Regions from separate parts of the Sus scrofa genome. Here all the other regions are linked to region 2. A link is a contact called in public HiChIP or PLAC-seq data. All regions are on one chromosome and are shown on one strand. Each heading gives the region's core, a stretch centred on a gene start, on an enhancer-like site or on the middle of the called end of the contact. The rest is flanking DNA. Distances are from core to core; before and after follow the strand shown. Region 1 holds the start of CTSS (cathepsin S). Region 2 holds the start of MCL1 (MCL1, BCL2 family apoptosis regulator). Region 3 holds the start of CTSK (cathepsin K).

The links. HiChIP or PLAC-seq counts read pairs in DNA pulled down with a chosen protein or histone mark.
Region 1: a contact with region 2 is called in an H3K27ac HiChIP or PLAC-seq map of alveolar macrophages. The contact joins the promoter of CTSS here to the promoter of MCL1 in region 2. A contact is called at or near these places in 2 of 47 Hi-C or Micro-C datasets (embryonic fibroblasts and epiblast stem cells) and 1 of 2 datasets of contacts at active chromatin or transcription factors (alveolar macrophages).
Region 3: a contact with region 2 is called in an H3K27ac HiChIP or PLAC-seq map of alveolar macrophages. The contact joins the promoter of CTSK here to the promoter of MCL1 in region 2. A contact is called at or near these places in 2 of 47 Hi-C or Micro-C datasets (embryonic fibroblasts and epiblast stem cells) and 2 of 2 datasets of contacts at active chromatin or transcription factors (alveolar macrophages and skeletal muscle).

The regions. Positions count from the first base shown.
Region 1 is chr4:98,413,973-98,416,672 of Sscrofa11.1, reverse strand. CTSS (cathepsin S) reads right to left here and starts at 1,400. Exons shown (of 8, transcript XM_021089893.1): 1 at 1-1,400.
Region 2 is chr4:98,560,687-98,563,386 of Sscrofa11.1, reverse strand. It overlaps MCL1 (MCL1, BCL2 family apoptosis regulator), which reads right to left and starts at 1,295. Exons shown (of 3, transcript NM_001348806.1): 1 at 463-1,295; 2 at 1-109. The coding sequence starts at 1,153.
Region 3 is chr4:98,391,617-98,394,316 of Sscrofa11.1, reverse strand. CTSK (cathepsin K) reads right to left here and starts at 1,291. Exons shown (of 7, transcript NM_214302.1): 1 at 1,168-1,291; 2 at 430-552; 3 at 189-344. The coding sequence starts at 1,290.

The sequences.
Region 1 (2,700 bases), core at 151-2,650, 150 kb after region 2:
CCACTACCCAGATTATTTTGAGGTAAACACTAGACATTGGATTATTTCATATAGAGATATTCTAGTGTGTATCTCTAAGAGATAAAGACTCTGAAATAAACATAACCACAATACCATTATTACCTCTAAAATAAATTAACAATAATTGTTTAATGTCATCAAAGATGTATTTACATTTCTCTAGCCTATTCATTTTTAAAAAGCAGTTTGTTCGAATTGAGATCTAAATAAGGTCCATACATTACAAAAGCACTGAGTTATTTGCGTATCATTATGAATTCATGGATTTAAACATATTTTATGTGCTTCAATTCAATGCAGTTTTATCCTTAGTGATACTCATATTGTCCCATCTGTGGTTGGTAGAAACATTCAAATTGGCTTTTGAGTCCTGAACCCCTATGTTTGCTATGACATTAGTGCTCTTTCATAGCTTTTCTTTCTGATACCACAAGCCACTGCTGGCTTATGTTCAACAGTTCCTGCCCCAGACCTGGACTCTTGTAAAAGAGGCCCCAGAGAGCTCCCGTGGCCCTTTCATCATATGAAGACACAGCAAAAAGGCAACTAATCTATGAACCAGGAAGAGGGCCTCACCAGACACTGAATTTCCCAGAGTCTTGATCTTGGACTTCCTAGCTTTCAAAACTATGAGAAGTAAATTTCTGTTATTTAAAAGCCACCCAGTTTATGGTATTTTGTTATAGCAGTCCAAAAAAACTAAGTCAACTATCCTCACACATGAATCTTACACTCGAAGCAGCTAGTTTTCTTCATGTTTCCAGGACATTTATGCTTATTAGTCTCTGCATTTTTAACTCTATTATTATGAGTCCTAGCTAAGATTTGTAAGGTGCACCAATTACATGCTAGTGAATGTGCTATACCCTTCACATATTATTATTTAACCTTTACAACACTGTAAAGTAAATGCAATAATTATCCAACTTTTACAGAGGGGAAATTAAAGTTCTGAGAGGTTATATAACTTGTTCAAGAGGACAGAACTGGTGGCTAACCTGGGATTGAACACAGTTTTAAAGTAGTGCTTTCCCCCTAGTTTACTCTAGGGAGTGTACCTAAGCCCAGATGGACATTAATCTCTAACCCCCTATGACTCAGTTTACAGGAAGATAAGGACAAAGAAACCATGAGACTTATAGGACATTTCCACCCGTAAGACCCCTATTGGAGAAGGACTGATACAGGTCATGGGGCAAGGCCAATGGGAGAAAACACATCTTTCTGGACCCCACATTGGTACCCGCCGTCTTTAAGGGATAAAAACCCCTATAAAGCAATAGAGAGGGGCTCTTCCCCCTGCTCCCAGCTGTCCTGGGAGCTATTTGCTTTCCTGTAATAAAGACTTTGCTTGCTTGCAAAAAAAAAAAAAAAAAAAAAAAAAGGTAGTACTTACCCAGCAGAATCATTTTGCCGCCCACTGTCTTTAACTTCCTTCCCTTATCTCTGCCTCTTGAAATCTTATGCCTCCTTCATGGTCCATCTCAAAAGATACCTCTTTCAAAAAAACTTTTTTTTTTTATCCCCAACTTAATCTCTTTTCGAACCCCTGTAGTACTTGAGGCTCTTTTGTGGTGGACTCATAGATTCTGAGAACAGAAAAATCACCCTCTTATTACGTGACTTAATACTACAATTATTTATGTCTTCATCATACAAATCTACCTGTTAGCCCCTTAAGTACAGGAGTTATATTATCTCTTACTCATCTTTGTATCCTTCACACTATAGAATGCAACGATAGAGTAGACATTCAATAAATATTTACTGGCATGATTTAAATTTTTCCAACATTTTTCAATTCGGTCTGCCTTGTAATCTCACCCGGTATATCACTCCCAAATTGTTCTCTTAAAACACACTTTTATCGTGTCATTTCCTACAAATGCTTCTTATTGGCTCTTGCATTTCCCCATAATCTGGTCCATCCTAAAAAGCATTTTACTCAGTTGAGAATGGATTCTTTTTTTTAAACTGTCACCCTCTGCTGTAGTCAAGCTGGTCTCGTGGGCCCCCACACTGACCAGTCATTGTCTCCATTCTTTGGCCTCTCTACCTTGCAAGATCCACTTCAAGTACAAAAAAAGAAAAAAAAGAAAGAAAGAAGAAAGAAAAAGAAAGAAAGAAAGAGAGAAAGAAAGAAAGAAAGAAAAAAAATAATTATTGCAGCATCGTAAGTCAGCCATACTTCAATAAAACTTAAAAAACGAAAAAAAGAAAAAGCATTAGGGGAACATGCTATTACATGGTCAATCCCCATGTATACTTTTTCTCCTTTTCTTTTTTTTTGGTCTTTTTAGGAGCTCTCTCTCCTTTTTTTTTTTTTTTGTCTTTTTGCCTTTTTTGACTACCTTGTCACCTTCTATGCCTATATACTTTTAAGAAACTAATTGTACCAGCTCTGATTCCACTCCTGGCCTGGGAACCTCCATATGCTGTGGGTGTGCAAATCAGCCATTCTTCAATAAAACATATAAAAAATGGGGGGGGGGAAAGCATTAGGGGAACATGCCATTACATAGTCTATCCCCGTGTATACTTCCTTTTCTTTTTTGGTCTTTTTAGGGGCACACCCGAGGCATGAGGTTCCCAGGCTAGGAGTTGAATCGGAGCTGTAGCTACCAGCCTACACCACAGCCACAGCGACATGGAATCTGAGCTGCATCTTTGACTTACACC
Region 2 (2,700 bases), core at 46-2,545:
GTCACAATCCTGCCCCAGTTTGTTACTCCGTCACTGAAAACGTGGACCATCACTCGAGACAAAGATTTGACATCGTCTTCGTTTTTGATGTCCAGTTTCCGAAGCATGCCTGAGAGGAAAAAAAGCATGCAGGTTCTCACCGCCTCCTTTGTCTAAACCAGGGCACGATTCGCCTGCCCACCCACGACGGGGGAAATCGCTATTTGAGCTCTATAGAATTTAGGCCGTTCCCACTTGAAAATTGACATCCCACCCTTTCCGGGCTTTGAACAGAGCTGCCATTTCCAAAAGAATCAAGTGGGCGGAAACAATGACTCACGGCCAGAATATTCTGGTTTCAGAAATGGGATAAGAGTCGTTTCAACATGGACTCGTTTCGGTTTCCACCCACCGAAGGTGCGTGAGTCCAGAGAGCTAAAGAGAAAGAAAAAGCAGGGCAGCCTTCACGACTAACCCCCTTACCTTGGAAGGCCGTCTCGTGGTTGCGCTGCACCCCGTCCCCGACCCGTCGCAGGGTCTCTAACGCCTTCCGGCTGGCGGCCCCAGACCCGCCCATTGGCTTCGCGTCCTTGGCGCCGGTTGCCTGCTCCCGAAGGTACCGAGAGATAATCTCCAGGGACTGCCGGTATAACTCGTCCTCCTCCTCCTCTGCCGGGGGCGGCGTCGAGGGGAGCGAGCCGTCCGTGCCGGGGCCACTACTGGCCTCCTCGACTAACCCCAGCAAGGGCAGGACGGCCGGCCGCTTCCCGAGGGGCTCCGGCTCGTACCCGTCCAGCTCCTCTTCGGGAGACATGATGGCGTCGGAGGCCGGGGATTCCATCTCTTCAGGCGGCGACGCGAGGCGGGTGGGCGCGAAGAACAGCAGTCTGGCGGGGGTCGCGGTGACGTCGGGGCCCTCGGCGCCAATGGGCGAGGGCCGCGCGACCCTCCGGGCGTCTGGCGCAGGAGTGGACGGGGGGCTCGCGCCGGCGCTTCCGCCAATCACCATGCCGGCTTCCCCTCCCCCTACCTCTTGCCGGGCCGTGGCCTCTTTTCCCGTAGCCAAGAGACGGCCTCCCGGAGCGGAGGCGCTGCTGCCGCTTCCAGGCCCCAATCCGGCCCCCCCACAGTAGAGGTTGAGTCCGATTACTGCGTTTCTCTGGAGGCCAAACATCGCAAGCCGCCGCCGCCACCACCTTGGCAGAAAAATGGGGGAGGCCCGACTCCTTACGGGAAGGAAGCGGAAGTAAGGTCTGAGAGAGGCACTCCTAGATCGCAGTTTTAGAACCAGTCCGCAGTGGCGTCAGCAACTCTCTAAAAAAAAAAAAAAAAAAATTGAACCCCCGTAAAAGGGCAAGGGGCGGAAGCTTCCGGAGAATGCAGCACCGCACGGCACCTAACCGGCGGTTCGGGGGGCGGGGCTTCCGGCTCTCCGAACCTCTCGCGGCCCGTTACGTAACCTTGGCTCCAGCCCTCTGCAAGGTGGGCTTGCGCTCTTCACCCGTGCCGGTCTGGGCCGGCTGGGGATTGCTACCTCGTCGCTTCCCTGAGTGCTGATTTGCAAGCCCCTTCTGTTGCTTTTGTACCGGAGGGTTGTTTTTTTTTTCCCCCACACCACAGTCCTAACCCTCGAGTCACTCGGAGATTGAGGAAGAGGGATGAGTAAATTCTGCCACGGATGCGGGACCACAGCCTTAGGATGGATGAATATGAGGACACTGTTGGGAAAATGTAGTTATTTTGCGCAACCTCAGCTCTGTACTCTCATTCCAACATTGTGTGGAAACGGGGACGCTCCATGGACTGACCTATAGAATCATTTTTACGTAAATTCGCAAAGCGAAATTGTTCTGCTCCAGCTAAATTTTATGCCTGTCTCCCTATTTGCTTTCTCCCATCGCCATCTCTCTCATGCTTTTTATATATGTCTTACTCGTTCACTACATCTTCTGAGACTCTTGATACCACTTACGTTGATAAGAGACATTTGAATCTAGGGGTAAACCCCTTAAGGACATGGATCTTGTTATATACCATATATGTGAGTTAACATTAATTGAAGCAACCTGTTTTTCCTAAAAGATCTGTAAAATTAGTAATAGCTAAAATTCAAGAGCAAAGTATTTGAGGGACAGAAGCAGGAAAGGTGAGCATGGTTCCTATTCCTGAAAACATCACTTTAATAAGGAAATAGGGCACCTGTACCACAGGATTATGTATTTGGGCAAGACCTAGAAGCATGGAGCTTTATAATAAGGGGCAGAAAGTTTGGAGAGAAACATCCTGCGGTTGTAGTGAATAAGAAATGGTTTATCTATTTAAGGAATGTAAAATCTTGCACAGCAACAAACCATAATGTGAGATGGAATATAGGAGGCATCAACAACTTAATATTGGAATTAAGAGGCTGGAAAATTCACTTTCGGCTAGGAGAGCTAGGGGAAGACTTTATGGAAGAGGTAGCTTTTTCTGCTCTGCTTTCTAGAACGCGATTTTATTTAGGGGAAAGAGATTGAGCAAATTTGCGTGCAAAAGCGGTTTCTTCTTCAGAGGCTGTAGAAGGAAGTGCATTGCTGGTTTCACTTTAAGCTTATAGCCAGAAATCTCAAGTGTTCAGTAATCCTATTGCAGTTCCTTAATCGATTCACTCTCCTGTGATCCAAGATGACTATTGAACACCTTCTTTTATATCCTTAAACGTCCCATATTCCCTTCTCCCAG
Region 3 (2,700 bases), core at 42-2,541, 170 kb after region 2:
AGCCAAAAAAAAAAAAAATGCTGATGAGTTAAATAACAGAATAGGCTTTATTTATTCTCTTAGCAGGGGAAGAGGTAAATTAATTCTTTGCCCTCTCTCCTGGTGTCCTCCTACCTTAAGATAAAGAAACAGAAAAAGGAAGCAGTCATGCCAGCTTATATACTCACACCCAAGAAAAAAGAGGGTACCTGGTTTTTGACAGGAGTAACATATCCTTTCTTCCGATAATCAATAGAGTCTGGGGTTCTGCCTTCCCAGTCTGGGATATAAAGGGTGTCATTACTGCGGGAATGAGAGGGGGGTACTTTGAGTCCAGTCATCTTCTGAACCACTTCTTCACTGGTCTGGTACAAAGAAGAAAGAAGCCAGGCATAAGAAAGGAACCAAGGCAAACAGGGCAGATAGACCAGGAGCTGAGGCTCAACTCACCATATCGCCCAAGTGGTTCATGGCCAGTTCATACGTATGAACCCCAAGAGAGGCCTCAAGATTATGGATGGAAATATGCTTCAGGTTTTTTTCCCAAATTAAACGCCGAGAGATTTCATCCACCTACACAGAGCATTGTCAGTATTGGCATAGACTGTATCCTGTGTAGAAAGTTACATACCTAATACCATGCAGGTTTTTAGGAGAAGAGATTAAATTTAAAATCACAGAAGTTTACAATCTAGTTGGGGAAATAATCATGGGATTGAGAGCATACAAAGAGAAATACGTAAACAAATGCAAATAATAGGATACAAACCTCTAGAGAGATGTATAGAAAAAAAAAAAAACTGCTTACGGATTAATCGCATTAATCTGAGAAGCCTTCCCGAAAGAGAAATATAAGGCAGTTATAAAGAAAAGGAAGGGTAAGACTTGATGGAGGGTGAATAGAGGATTAGGAATGGAAAGTATATGTTAAGGAGTTCCCTGGTGGCCTAGTGGTTAAGGATCCAGCATTGTCACTGCCATGATACAGTTTCAATCCCTGGCCCACAGGACTTCCACATGCCACAGGTGTGGCCAAAAAGAGAAAAGTGTATGTTAATAGTCAGGGAACAGGGGCAGATTTGCTTGAGGTAATTAAGGTATTGGGTTGAGGAAGGGAGTCTGGAACCTAGGATTGGAGGTCTCAGGTTCCAGCCCTCCCACCATGTTCCCCTCCAGGTTCCCAGGCACCTTGCTGTTATACTGCTTCCTGTAGGTCTTCTTCCATAGCTCCCACTGGGTATCCAGTATCTCCTCAGGGTATAGAGCAGAGCTCATCACAGGCAGCAGTAGTACAACCTTGAGCCCCCACATCCTGGGGGAAGGAGATAATTAGGGGAGACACTTCTATTTGCCAAGGGGTTCCTAACCTGGCTTGGGAATGAGGAAATAGCTGGAACCATATTCTCAGACCAGTAATTCTTAATCTTTAGGTCACAGACTTCCATGAGAAGCTAACAAAAATTTGCAACCCACTGTAGTCCCTCTCACCAGAAAAATGAATGCACACACAATAATTCTGGGGAGTTTATGAACCCAAAGTTAAAAACCCCTTTCTCTGAAACATGAGGCAGAAGAAAACTAGGCTTTGTAAGGAAAGCAGAAAAATTGAGGGTGATTTCCATATGATAAAACAAACAGTGATAGGAAGGGTCTGGGTTTGGATGGAGTGCTGATACCTCTGGTTCCAAGTACTTTGACCTAGGAAGATTCCACACACACACACTTGCACAGACAACCAGAAAAGGTTTAGAAAATGGACAATCAGGATGAGCACAAAAACTGCTCCAATGTCCATGCAGACTTGAAGGAGATGGAAAAAACAAATGCAGGATGGGATGAATGGGTTGGAGAATATACACAAAGGAGAGATTTCCAGCTAAGTTTTTGCTTCCTGATCATTTCTAGGCATTCTTTTGTTCTTTGCCTAAATTCTGATGCTTCTGATCTTACCAGGAGAGGACAAGGGAAATTTTGACAGCATTTCCTTTTCTCTCTCAGGTGTATTCTGTCTTCTTAGGTATTTCTTCCTCCTTTCTCTTCAGGAAACTGTCCTAATCTCAACCAGCTGCTGTGGGCAGGAAAGCTTTTCTTTCTTTTTCGACCAAAACCCCTACAAAACCCTCTGCATCTGCCTCACAGGACAAAAAACCTCAGAACCAAAGTTTGCTAGAAGAACGTTAGACAGAAAAGGAATGTTCTATGATCATTAGAGACACAGCTTTTCAGAAGTTTAGCTTCATTCACTTCTTGTGGTGGCTTGTAATTATGTGTCCTCCATTTTAAGCGCAAGTTAGTCTGTAGCAAGTCACACAGCTTGCATAATTTTCAAATTACGTCCATTTTTGTGCGATCTTTGCAAACTGACAAAATGTCCAGCACAACATTTAGTATCTGGAGTATTAAGGGGCACTGAAATGTCTTGAAGAGTAGGAAGTACTGAGCTACCACCTCCCAAACCTCTCTTCCTGTTAGTAAATTAACCCTTTGATATCTTTGGCCCAAACAAAAACCCCAAGAGGCCACTCTTTGAGGGTTGGGCAAAGGATCCTCTATATTTTTTGCTTTCACTAGCAACCACATATACGTATTTACAAATCATAAAAGGAGTCCTAAAGATTTCCAGACAGATTTTATTTGTCCAGGAAATGACCTAAGAAGGGCATTAGTTTTCATCCACAAAGCCTATAAAGTTCATTTTGATCCCCAAGTCACTATGTTCCT